3 separate regions of the Mus musculus genome follow, and all the other regions are linked to region 3. A link is a contact called in public HiCAR-type data. All regions are on one chromosome and are shown on one strand. Each heading gives the region's core, a stretch centred on a gene start, on an enhancer-like site or on the middle of the called end of the contact. The rest is flanking DNA. Distances are from core to core; before and after follow the strand shown.

Region 1 (4,239 bases), core at 1,312-3,811, 1.5 Mb before region 3:
TAAAAGTAAATGAAAGATTATGTGATTTATACTGTCATAATAACGTAGATAACATGAACCTTATACGCACATGGGGAACAGATCTTGCTTCTTTGGCAAGATATCTGAACAAATGCTTCACTCTGTAGCCAGCTGGGAAGAGGTAGGCTGGCAATTCCACAGGCTAAAGGATTCAAAGTCAACCTAAAAGGCCAGCAAAATGGCTCAGAGCAGAAAGGCACTTGCAGCTAAGCCTGATGGTCCCAGGAACCCTCTGAGGTGGAATAAGAATGTTCTCACAAGCTCTCCTCTAACCTCCACACACATCTGCTCTCTCTTCCTCTCACAAAATAAACATCAGATGCATTTAACATGAACACTGTCAATTTCAGCCAGCTCTGATCAAAGCCTTGTGAGCTAGATAATGCCCTCAATATTACTCTTCCCATAAGGAACCCAGAAGCCAAGGAGGCAAAAAATATTTCAAAAAGCTATAAAAAATATGTACGTGCTGAAATATACAGCATTTCTGTAACTCAAATGCTTGGCAATTAGGTCAATCACATTCACGCATTTTCCATTCTAGTCAACACAAGAGCCTGAATGAAGTTTCTCAAAACAGGAAGTGAGAAACACTGAGAAAAGGCAGCGATCTGGAATCCGAAGTTTAAATGCTTAGAATTCCACTTACTATTACCCATGGAATTAAAGTATCAAAGTTTGTTTATACTTATACTATAAAAATGTTTAGTGACTTGGCCAAATTAAAGACAGTATTTTACTCAAATACTCAAATCACTTTTAAGGTTACTCTCACTTCCTCTTCTAGAAACCATCATAACCATTTCCTCTAACCACAAAACCACAGGTCTGGTAGCTTTTAGGAACATTTGACTTGCTGGGGTTTCGCATATAGAACTTAATTTCCAAATTTCTTAAGCAGTGAAATTCAAAGGCTCTCATCACTGCAACGTATACAAGCTTAATTCTTCCAACCCCCATGAAGTTACGATCAAGGGGTGGATGTCATGGTCATGGCACAAACGCAATGGGTTCTTCCTAGCTCCAAACTGTGCTGGGTGTAGAGACAATCATTAAAGCCAAGTGAGTAACCAGAACAACACAGCTATCCCATTCCCAACGTTTACTATTATTCATTTAGAGAGTGTGCTTCAGAATTGCAGTGTCAAAAGCTAACTGTATAAACTGAATAAAACAAGTTTATACTGGAATGCTTTGATTCTAAATTTTAAAAAGAATCTTCAGGATACTCACAAGCAACCTATATCCTTTTGATATGGTCAAAAGTATATTTCACGATATATAGATAGATAGATAGATACACACACACACACACACACATATATAATTTTATAAACAAGATTATTAAAGAAAAGACACAGATACACAGAACCCCGCAAGGATGGACTGGTATAAAGTGTACCAAAAGGAAACTTTTTCTCTTTACCAAATTCAGTGAGGCTTAAAATAAATGGATTTGAGGTTGTTTCCCTCTAAGGTAAATTAATGGCAATCCTTTTCCACCTTTAGATCTACTTTTCTTCACTTCGATACAGCCTTCCACTCCCTAATCTGAAGACACTCAGATTTTCAATGGGTCCACTGTCTAGTTGCTCAAATCCTCGTACTATGTTGCGAAGGAGATAGCAACGGGAGCACACTCGGTCTTTATTTTATACAGCCATTGTACTTTAAGGAATGGTGCTTTGGTGCTAATCAGATAGGGTTGGGAAAACTAAAATGAGGAGGAGTAGGGAGTAAAGGTGGTTATTCCTGTTCTAGTGACTCACAGCCTACAAGTATTTCAGACGAAAACCGGTTCCACCCTCACTTCCCCCTCCGGTCCATCTTCAAAATGAAATTATCCCAAACGTCAACACGCTGTCGTGGGGGTGAGGGGCTTGATTCAGGGAACGAAAAATCAAGTGGCCAAGTGGGGACCAGAGGGTCGATCGCCGCATTCCCACACTCGCAAGCCAAGAACCCCGGGCCCGTTCGCCGCAGCCCGGGAAGGCCGCGCGCCCTCCTTTCCTCCCCGCAAACCAGAGCGCCGCGGCGGCCATGCGCGGCCCGGCCGGTTCCCGCCGCCGGGAGCCGGGAAATGGCTCCCGCCTGCCCGCCCCGCGGCTCACTCTAGGCCGCGGCGCATCCCGGAGGCCCCGCGCGAGCAGGCCGAGCTGGCGCCCGCGGCCTTTTCCCCCGCCGCACCCCGCCCGGCCTCGCCGGCCCGTGCGCACCTTCTTGATGTTGTAGAGGCGCGTGAGCATGCCGACGCCCCGGTCGTTGAGGATGGTGAGCTTCTCCGCCAGCTTCTGCTGACTGGGCTGCAGCACGGAGCGCGACATGGTGCGGCCGCCGCCGCCGCCACCGCCGCCGGGCGCGCTACTCCCCGGCTCGCCGCCTCCCTCAGGCCCGCCCGCCTGCCCGCCCGCGACCTCCGCCTCAGCGCGGCGCGCCCATGCCGTGCGCCCACCCGCGCCGTGACACAGCAGCCGCGGCGCTCGCTTCCGCCCGCCGCCCTTCCGCCTCCACCCGCGGCGCTCTCCGCCCCAGTACACCCCCCACTCCCGGGCCGCCTTTCCCGGCTCCTCCGCTAGGTGTGGCGGCGGCGGCGGCGGCTGAGAACGAGTCGGCTTCCCGCAGCCGGGACCGGCGCTCGGTCACCTGATCGGCCGCGCCGGCGCCCCCGCGAGGCCGCCGGGAGAACTGCGGCCGGAGCCCGGGGTCCGGAGCGCCCCGCCCCGCCTCCTCCGCTCCGGGGACCCCCAAGCCGCGGTCCTGGACTTCCCCCGAAGTTGTCCCCGCTCCCCACGCCCCAGGGCCCGCACCGCCGTGGGGACGGGGACGGTGTGTTTCGGGAGACTTTGGCCCCGAGAGGAGCCTGGCGGCTCCGAGCTTGTTTTCCTCCCACGCCTTGACAGACGCTCCAGGGAGAACGCGGCAGATGTGTGCTCCGCACGGCGGGCAGCGCCTCGCCACCTCCCGGTGCTCGCTCCCGCCTCCAGCTGGCTTCGGAGGAAGGAGGTCGGAAGTAAGGGCAGCTCGAGTTCCTTAGATTATTATGAAGGGACTTATCATGGACCAGCACCCATCCGGAGGAGACACGAATAGGCTCTGGCATGTGGTAAGCAAAATAAAAAAGCAAAATAAAAAACAAAACAAATTTTGTTCCGAGTAAGAGGGTTCGCTCCCAGCCTCCACCATAAATCCCAATCGTTTCTGGAATTCTACTTTTCCACCCCATCACCAACCAAATATTGTTTGTCATCATCTCACTCCGTGTCCACTCCTCATCACACAGGGTTTCAAACTGGAACAAATTGTGTCTCCATGTGAATGACTACAATGAAAACTTGCACTCCAGGGGACTTGGGATATTTGGGGCTTTACCTAATATAGTCTAATTGTGTATCGTATTCATGAATTTAAATCAATCAACCCACCACCTTCTATAACAAGGCATTCTGAAGTTAGTAAGAAAATGGATTCACAGGCGGACAGTGGTGTTGCACACCTTTAATCCCAGCACTTGGGAGGCAGAGACAGACAGATTTCTGAGTTCGAGGCCAGCCTGGTCTACAGAGTGAGTTCCAGGACAGCCAGGACTATACAGAGAAACCAGTATTGAAAAACCAAAAAAAAAAAAAAAAAAAAAAATGGATTCACCAAAGCAACTTTGTAGTGAAATGTAACAAATTGTTTCTAAGACATTTTAAAAAGCTACTGTAGCGCCTAGTCTTCCAGAACTCTACCAGAGAGTATACAGAATTCCTTAAGGGCTGTTTAATACTCCTGGTGAAGGCTGGGCATGGTGGCACATGCCTTTCTTCTCAGCACTTGGGAGGCAGAGGTAGGCCAGGACTATACAGAGAAACTCTGTCTCTAAAGACTTCTGACACTCAGGGGGCAGAGGTGGGCAGCCAGAGGTACACAGAAAAATCCTGTCTCAAAACAAAAAAAGTTCTAGTCCTGCCAAAAACATCTTAACATTTATCTGTCGGTGTGCAGTCTACATAGAGCTACATACCTTGAATGTATATTCTTTCTCTACCTCCACCCCCCCCTCCGTTCACGTCTCTCTCTTTTCATCTCAAAGACCATCTATTTAGCTCTATTGAGCTCTATTGAGCTATTTGTTCTGTTATTGACTAATTGAGGCATTTAACTTACTTGGTTTCTTGATAAGCTGGTAGTTAGCATTTAAGTTTACCGGAGGCTGGGGGCTGAAGTCTGAGACAA
Region 2 (4,339 bases), core at 362-2,861, 1.8 Mb after region 3:
AAGATCTCAATCAGGCAACTGAGACCTCCAGTCAGACATAGCCTACCTCGTCACCATCAACTTCCATCAACCATCTATCTCTGCTGACTCCAACCTTAAATACCAATTTCCCCTGTCTTTCCTCTTGTTTTTAGGATCATGCATTTTGTCACTTCTCATTTTTTGTTATTTGATTTTGTTTTATCACAAATGTCTCAAATGTGTCCATCTCTCTTCCCTGCCTTCCCTTCTCCAATCTGTCTTTCATGCTGATAGCAAAGTGACCCTCAAAAAAGAAAATTAAAAGCATGGTTGGTAGGTATCTCTCTCCCAATCAACCTCCAGAATGGTCTTTAGTGTAGATTTCTGCTTGCTTATATAGCATCCAAGGTTGCTGCATTTGCCATCTGTGAGATGCCAGAACAGTGCCTCACACAGTAAGCACAAGTGTCTGCTAGTTATTTTTAAACAGTTTAATAGTCTGCACTCACTGTAGAAAAGGATAAGTCCTCTGGTAACTGCTTTCCCAGCTTAAACTTTCCCAATACATTATGCTTTTATGCCTCTCTCTCTCTCTCTCTCTCTCTCTCTCTCTCTCTCTCTCTCACACACACACACACACACACACACACACACACACAAACGCACTTCCAGTTTTTCGACGACTTGGTATCTACTATTTCTGTGTGAATTTTTATTTTGTGCAGACTACCTTCCCCGGTGTCTTTCACAGACTTTACTTAATTTCTTTCAACTCTGTGTAAGCTCTAAATGCCTGTACTGCTTCTTCAGTTGCAACCACCACTGTGGACTATATTTTGCTTATATATTTATTGCCTTGCCCTAACAGGCAGTAAGTATTTGGAACGAAGGGATTCTATTTTACTTATTCTAAGCTCCTGATTAAAACGCACAGAGAACTCCTAGTTTATTATTTGTTAAATAAGACTTTTATTTGTTTGTTTGATTGTTTGTTTGTCTTGAGACAGGGTCTTTCTCTATAGTCCCTGGCTGTCCTAGAACTCCCTATGTAGAACAAAGTTGGTCTCAAATTACTAATACTTGCCTGCCTCTACCTCCTGAGTGCTAAAAATTAAAGGTGTGAGCCACCATATCTAGCAAGACATTAAAAAACAAAACAAATTAAAAAACCCTCCAAACACATGGAAAGTATAGGTTACAAATAGAAAAGGTGTAATTAGGAATAATTTATGATGAAGAAAGAAATTCTCATTTAAGCAGAAAAAAAAAAAAAAAAAGCCTGGAGAATATCAGTTTATCTTGTAAGTGGGCCAAGGGACAGCAGAGACTATTCCGTTAAAGGAACCTGGCTTTTGAACCACAGTTGTCTGATTGCTTTAGAAGGAAATTAATGTGCCACCTTTTTCTACCTCGGTGTCTAGTGGAAGGAATTTTATTCCACTCTACATTTTCCTGCTGCCTCGGTAAAGATTAAGGGCCAGAAACTCTTTCCTGTTAATCTCCGCCTAGCTAAACGCCTGGGCACCAGCATCACCTTGCAGAGCACTTGCTGGGTAGCCACAGGGCCCAGGCCCCCGCTCGCCCCTCCCGGCGGTCACGTGCGCGAGGATGCGAAAGCGGGCTCGCCATCCTCTTGCCGGCCCGCTCCTCCTCCTCCTGCCGAGGCTGTGCACCGCAGACGGCGCGAGGGGGAGCGAGCGAGCGGGCGCGGCCGGGTTCCGCAGCCCTGGCGCCCGCCGCCTCCCGCAGCCCCGCAATATGCCTCCGTGGCTCCCTGGCTCTTCGCCATGGCGAGGCTCTGCCGTCGCGTCCCCTGCGCCCTGCTCCTCGGCCTGGCCGCTGTGCTGCTGAAGGCGCGGCTGGTCCCCGCGGCCGCTAGAGCCGAACTCAGTCGCTCCGACCTCAGCCTCATCCAGCAGCAGCAGCAGCAGCAGCTGCAAGAGCAAAAGCAGCGGGAGGAGGCAGAGGAGGGGAGGCCGGAGGTGCCTGGGGCATCCTCTACTTTGGTGGCTCCAGGTACGTCTCGGTAGCCCAGCCCTGCTTTACTTCTTCTGTGCCAGCGATCGCATCAGGCTTCCCGGGATTCTTAGCTCCTTTCTCGTCTCCGCTTAGCCTATCTTTGCTGGTCTCAATTCCTTCGCGTCTTCCCAGGTTGCCCGTTCGGCCTTTAGCTCTTTGCTCGGGTGGGAAATCTTTCCCGCAGAGCACTGCAGTGGGCTTCAGAAGGGTCGGGGGCTGGGGGTGGGGTGGGGGTGGACGGTAAGGATGGTCAAGATGGGTGCCTGTTTCCACTATTCCACTAATCTTATTTTCCCTCTTCTTTCTACACACACACACACACACACACACACACACACACACACACACACACATACACACACACACACACACACACACACGCTCTCAAATCCCTTTAGCATTCTCTTCTCTATCCTCTCCTAGATACTGAGCAAACCGTCTTGCCATGTACACCCACACAGCGTTTGCACTGTTTCTCCCTGCCTGCTGTATTTAAATTTAGAACCGGGGAAGTGGGGGGGGGGGCGGGATCTCTATTTCTTTATATTTCTCTTCTTACCCCAGGAAAGATCCAAGGCGGCTTGCAAAAACAGGGAAAAAATGCATTTGCTACAATAAGATGAAAGAAAAAAAAATGAAACAGGAGTTTGTAGTTGAAGGAAGGGATGTGGGAGGGAGACAGGTAGCTTGGAGTGGTGTTTGGGTAGCATAACCAGCCCCTCCCCCTGAGGGGAATCTCCTTGTAGTGGAACTTAAATGAGCCATCTCTTGACTCATTCGGTAAAGGGTGATGAGATACGGGTGTAATTTATATGACCATCACAGTCCTCTATTTTCTGTTTCCCTCTCCCTCAGGTAAAGCTCTCCGAAGAGCAAAGAGCTGGGTTATCCGTTTAAATAGCTTTTACCCAGCCCACAATCCACTTAGTTACCTTTTACATTTTAAATTCTGTCTGGGCTTTGGGGGAAAAAAGGGGGGGGCTTTTTAAAAAATGAAAACAAAACACAACAACAACAACAAAACCCCACCAATTTTCTGGGTAGTGGGCTGAGGTTTCACAAACCCTAGATGAGTGAGTGTTATAACACTGATATTTTTGTTTTAAAATCTGCCTAGCAGCATTATAGAAGATGCTAAAAATGAAATTCTGTAGAGTGGAATCAGCGTCTTAGATTATCTTGCTTGCTCATCATCGGAGAGCAGTTCGGAGGCATGCCAGCTGTGATTCATGACACAGCCGGGATGATTTAATTTCTTGGAGTGCTTTGAGCATGGGATGAAATCACCAAAGTGCACAGGGGAAGGCATGCATTTCTGACACCCCCCCTACCCCCTTAAACCGATTAATAGCACTCAAAGGTGGTTACAATGGAAAGGTATGCAGTTCTTTGGTTCTTACTGGGTTTTTAGTACCCGGAAGTGTTAGTGCCGTGGAGTGCATGAGGCTTATGTTAAAGCTGGAGATTGTGTTTTCATAGCAAGAGTGATTTCTTGCATGATCAGTGTAATGGGAGTCTGGGAGAGTGTGGGTGAGTTTCATGGTTTCTGATATATTTTGTCTTACAGGAGCGAAATGGGTTTGGTTACCACGGCATTATGAGTTCTCCTGGGCATTATGAATAACTGCAATAATGTGAAACTTTTGTATTTAGGATGAAAGTGAAACTATGTCTTTTCTGTAATTTGGGAGGGATGTTTGGATGTTTGGATGATTACTTCGGAAGCCATCAGTTCCTGTTTGATTTAGGTTAATGGAGGTAAAGGATGTGCTGCCCAGCAGTTTACACTAAGGTCTGAAGAGCAGCTTGGCTGCTGTGTCTTTCTCAAACACTCTAACCCCCCACCCGGAGGCAAATGAGAACAACTGAGTAGAGTGCAGCCAGTTACTGGGATGGTGTGTTAACCAGTGATGCAGCCCAGGCACAGATGAAGTTAAGATGCGCCTTGAACTCATTGTGACCTCCAGAGTGAGGTGGTCTTACCCCAACCTTTGTTTCTTACCCACATAGACATTTCTATAAAAACCTCTGCCCCCTCTGGTTTCTATCTCCTGCAGCTCTTGCCTTGATGCCTCTCGTCCAAAAGCTTCTTTCATTTGCAATGCAATGGGTTCAGGTGCACTTCCTGCTTTCTCTGTAGGAGTTCTGAAGCTCTAGTGGCTAGGGATGTGTCCTAACCTGCATCCTCTGATGCCCTGGTTTATCCCCACCCCTGACCCTTCACCTACTATCCACAGCACAAGTCTTTTAAAAGAACCTATTTATTTATTTGTTTGTTTTTGTGAACACGTGTATGGGTGTGCCAGTGTAGGTGACACAGAACTCATGTATGAGGAGGCGAGGGGACAACTTGCAGGAG
Region 3 (3,952 bases), core at 91-2,590:
TTGAAGGCACCATGTCCCAGACTCCCATGCCTGGTATCGATCTTTTTAAGTGCCGACTAATGAGTCCTATGGTAGTAGCAGATCTATGGTGTGTGTATCTGTGGTGCTCCCACTCCACCACCTCAAAGGAGCTAAACTTACACAGGTCAGTGGATCACCTGGGAAGGGGTAGGGTAGAAGCAGTCCTTGCTGATGGCTGCCTTGACCCTTTAAAATCCAACCGGAATCTCTGCTGAAGACCGCAGACCGGATTCCCTACTTTCTGTGACAAGCGCAGGAGTTTGTGTGCAGCTTTTCCTTTCAGGTCGCTTCTAGGGCGAAGGCTTCTGTTTTTGTTCAGCACCTCTCTGGCATGGGAGCTCCTGGCAGCGGCTTCTTTTGCCGCAAAGCATCCTTTTCCTCTCAGCTTTGGCAATTTAGGAAGAACTGATGCTCCCAGGGGAGGTGGATGAGGGGAGAGCGCCAGGAATGGGAGCACATCCATCAGGAGTCCCTGCTTCTCCCTTCTCCCTACTTCCACTCTCGTCGCCACAAATCCCCTCCCCCAAGCTCTTAGCACATAGCATTTGTGATATGTGTAACTGGGGGGCGCGGGGGTGCGGGGTATTCCATACAAAAGATGCATCAAAGCGCAGACTCCCCTAAGCCAAACCCAGAGGCACCTGGCACCTGCCCCGATTCGCTGCAATTGGAAGCGGATGGCTTGGGTACTAAATTATTAATTTATTTATTTCCCCTGCTCCCCCGCCCGCACTCCAACCCGCAGAGCAGAAGCTGCGGTCGCGTTGCTCCCCAACCCCCCAACCTCCGCCCGCACCTCGCAGGAGTCTCGCACTTGTAACCGGCCGTCGCCTCCCGGCCCCTGGCGGTCGCGACGCACTCCCACTCGTGGCCAGGCTGGCGCGGCCGTGGGTCCCGGCGGCGGGGGAGGCGGGGGGGAGGTGGCGGGTGACAGATGTACTCCTCTGACAGCTCTCAGTATCAGCCCAGTGGCTCCCTGCCATTGGCTCAGTGCGATGGACCAGCAACGCCGCGCACTATAATAACACTCATGCCTGCCAGCGGCAGCGACTGCGAGTGCGGGCGCCCGGCGCGGGGGATGCTGCGACCGCTGCCTCTGCCGCGCGGGCGGCTCCCGCTGCCCGGCTGCGCCCTACCGCGCGGGCTCTGACCGCTCCCGCCCGGTCCCGCCCGGCCCGGCCCCCCTTGTGGCTGCATCCTCCCCAGGGGCTCCACGTCCCGGTTCCTATCTCCAGGCGAGCACTGCGCCGGAGCCTAGGCGAGCGCGGCCGGCATGCGGAGGCGGCAGGGCGCGCACCGCAGCCGGGCATAAGGAACCCGCGTGCCCGCCGCCAGCGCACAGCCGGCCGCTCGCCCTGCCGCGATCCCCAGCCCACCCTCCCGGCCCCGGCTGCGGCTGAGGGTGCGGGTGCGTGGAAGCGGCGGCTGCGGAGGAGAGGCGGCGGCTGCCCCATGGAGTGTTACTACATTGTCATCAGCTCCACGCATCTCAGCAACGGACACTTTCGCAACATCAAGGGAGTTTTCCGGGGCCCTCTCAGCAAGAACGGGAACAAAACTCTGGTAATTCATTCTCTCTCTCTCTCTCTCTCTCTCTCTCTCTCTCTCTCTCTCTCTCTCTCTCTCTCTCTTTCTATTTGTCTCTCATCTAATAGGGCATATCCGGAGGGATGAGTTGACGGATGGATTTGGGAGCTTTAGTGATGTTTGGTTTGCAAGGAATTCATTTATTTCATTTATTTATCTGATGGGCGTGGGATGAGAATCGGGTATAGAAAAGGGAAGGAATCTTAGGAAAGCTCTGCCTAAATGTTTTCCTGAGACTTCATGAAGCTCTCTGTCCACCACACTCCACAGTGCTGAAGATTATAAACCTCTTCTTTCAACAGGACCTCCTAAAAATAGAAAGGATCACTAACCCCAAGTGATCCTGTGACATCTTTCCGTTTAGGCAGCTTAAAGGTGAATGGAGGTGTGGGTGTCTGATGGAGCAGCGAGCCATGTGGCTGGTGGCTTAGGGGAAGTGGCTGGATTGGGTGAGGGTCTCCGAATGAGTTTGTTTCTTGGCTCTTGGCTCTTCGCTGAAGGACTGACAGGAAACTTCTCTTGAGAAGTTTTCTGTGTGAAGCTAAGCAGAATATTCCCATCTGCCCACTACTTGCAGCTTGTCACACTTTAGAGTTTGGGGATATGGGTGGAAGGTGATCACTGTGTCACAAGTACAGACAGTAGGAAGCATGTTAGAAAACAAAACCCACACAGCTATTCTCACTGACAAGCACAGCTTGTCCTTCAGCACCCAGCAGGAAAAGCGCTCTTGATTAGTGGAAGATGTGCTGAGCATAGAGAGAGCACGGAGTAGCTTCTACTTTCCACCCAATTCCCATCATCCACAAAGGCTCATCACATCATACGCAAAGCCTCCCTACAGAACCAACTCTCATGAGCAAGGGTGTCAGGAGAAGTAACCACTTCTCCAAAGGCAGAAAGCAGCAGCGTGGAGTTCTCTTAGTATGTGCACTGAGAGTCCAGCCCAAATCAGGTGGTAAAAGTGGAAGACTTTCTGAAGTCTGTGCCCACTGGCAGACTTTGCTCTAGATTTCTCCTAGTATTTATCTGAAAAAGATAGGTAGAGTAAGTCAAGGACACACGTAGCTCAAAGCGAATATAGTTTTCAAAGCCCCAGATTCTTTATATGTTTAAAAGTATATACGCATTAATAAATAATTCCCTATTTTTTTGAGGATGAAAAGTTCTCATTTGAAGATTTAAGTGGATTGAGACACCCATGGGGTGCATTTGATGTACTCCTGATGTCTTTATTGTTCAGGATGTGTTTATTTGCTCTTTCTGTTGCACTGAGAACCCATGCTCCAGACATCATTAGTTGAGTACTATAGGGTAGGCAGAGTCTAGAAGGATTATTGAAACTGTCTGGACTCTCAGAGAGGTCAGCTAATATTTTAAACAGCCCTTTCTTCAACATTATACATTAAACTAAATATAATTTAAGGGTAAGCAAAAGAACTAGACAAGGGAGATACTTCCATTGTGCAGAGCTAAAACAGTCAAGAATTCACAGAAAAATGAGCAGTTATCTGCCAGCCCTGAACTTGTTACAGTGCTGTTCATTGTGCTTCTTCAGTCTCCTTAGACTTCCCAGGGACCAGATTTGCTCGTGGTGACTTATTTGCTGTGTATTTGAAGCTAATGAGTCCTTCCTCCCTCATGTTGACAAAGGGCAGATTAAATATGAGTTTTCCCGGTGTAACCTCATGATTAAAATGGGCACATTAAAAGCAGCCACCTAAATGAGATGGATAAATCAAAATATATGTAGATGTCAGAACAAGAAGCAGGAGAGACACAGTATGAAATGAAGCTCACAAGGTTTCTCATGACTGTAATGACTGAAACTTGTAGGGGTGTTCGTGTCAGTCCTTTCCAGACTTTTATAAGCTATCCTGTTTGAATTTATTGTGTGTGTGTGTGTGAATTTCATGATTTAAATATTCACAATTGTAATCAACTCTATTTAACACAATTTCTTTATAGGGAATATATGTTTATGTGCTCTAAGTACTTTTTAATGAGTTTTGTCAGTAAGAAAAATGAGATATATACTCTCCCATAAGTATAGTTGGAGAGTCTAGATATATTGATAAGGAATTATGTTAAGTAATAAAGACTTGTTCAACTTATATAATGATGTATTCTTGTCAGGATCTAAAATTATTTGAGCCCTTATTATATGCTATAGTTTTTAATTAAAAACACTTCATCCACAAGTTTAAGAAATATTAAGCATAAATATTAACCTAAAATTGGCATATACCATATGATGAAAATCTTCAAGTTAAAATTGATACATCCAAGGTTGTTTGTTTTAATGTTTTAGTCTTTAAGTTAACAAGCAGTTGAATTAAATGTA

Evidence for each region. HiCAR-type assays count read pairs that join an accessible place to other places.
Region 1: a contact with region 3 is called in a HiCAR-type map of astrocytes, with 3 times the contacts expected there. The contact joins the promoter of Nckap1 here to the promoter of Zfp804a in region 3. A contact is called at or near these places in 1 of 39 promoter capture datasets (hippocampal neurons) and 2 of 115 datasets of contacts at active chromatin or transcription factors (astrocytes and stem cell-derived neural progenitor cells).
Region 2: a HiCAR-type map of astrocytes shows a contact between it and region 3, with 4 times the contacts expected there. The contact joins the promoter of Fam171b here to the promoter of Zfp804a in region 3. A contact is called at or near these places in 1 of 39 promoter capture datasets (hippocampal neurons) and 1 of 115 datasets of contacts at active chromatin or transcription factors (astrocytes).

The regions. Positions count from the first base shown.
Region 1 is chr2:80,578,621-80,582,859 of GRCm38.p6, forward strand. Nckap1 (NCK-associated protein 1) reads right to left here and starts at 2,562. Exons shown (of 31, transcript NM_016965.3): 1 at 2,238-2,562. The coding sequence starts at 2,345. It also overlaps the pseudogene Gm13688.
Region 2 is chr2:83,811,001-83,815,339 of GRCm38.p6, forward strand. Fam171b (family with sequence similarity 171, member B) reads left to right here and starts at 1,612. Exons shown (of 8, transcript NM_175514.3): 1 at 1,612-1,977. The coding sequence starts at 1,749.
Region 3 is chr2:82,052,318-82,056,269 of GRCm38.p6, forward strand. It overlaps Zfp804a (zinc finger protein 804A), which reads left to right and starts at 1,341. Exons shown (of 4, transcript NM_175513.3): 1 at 1,341-1,584. The coding sequence starts at 1,474.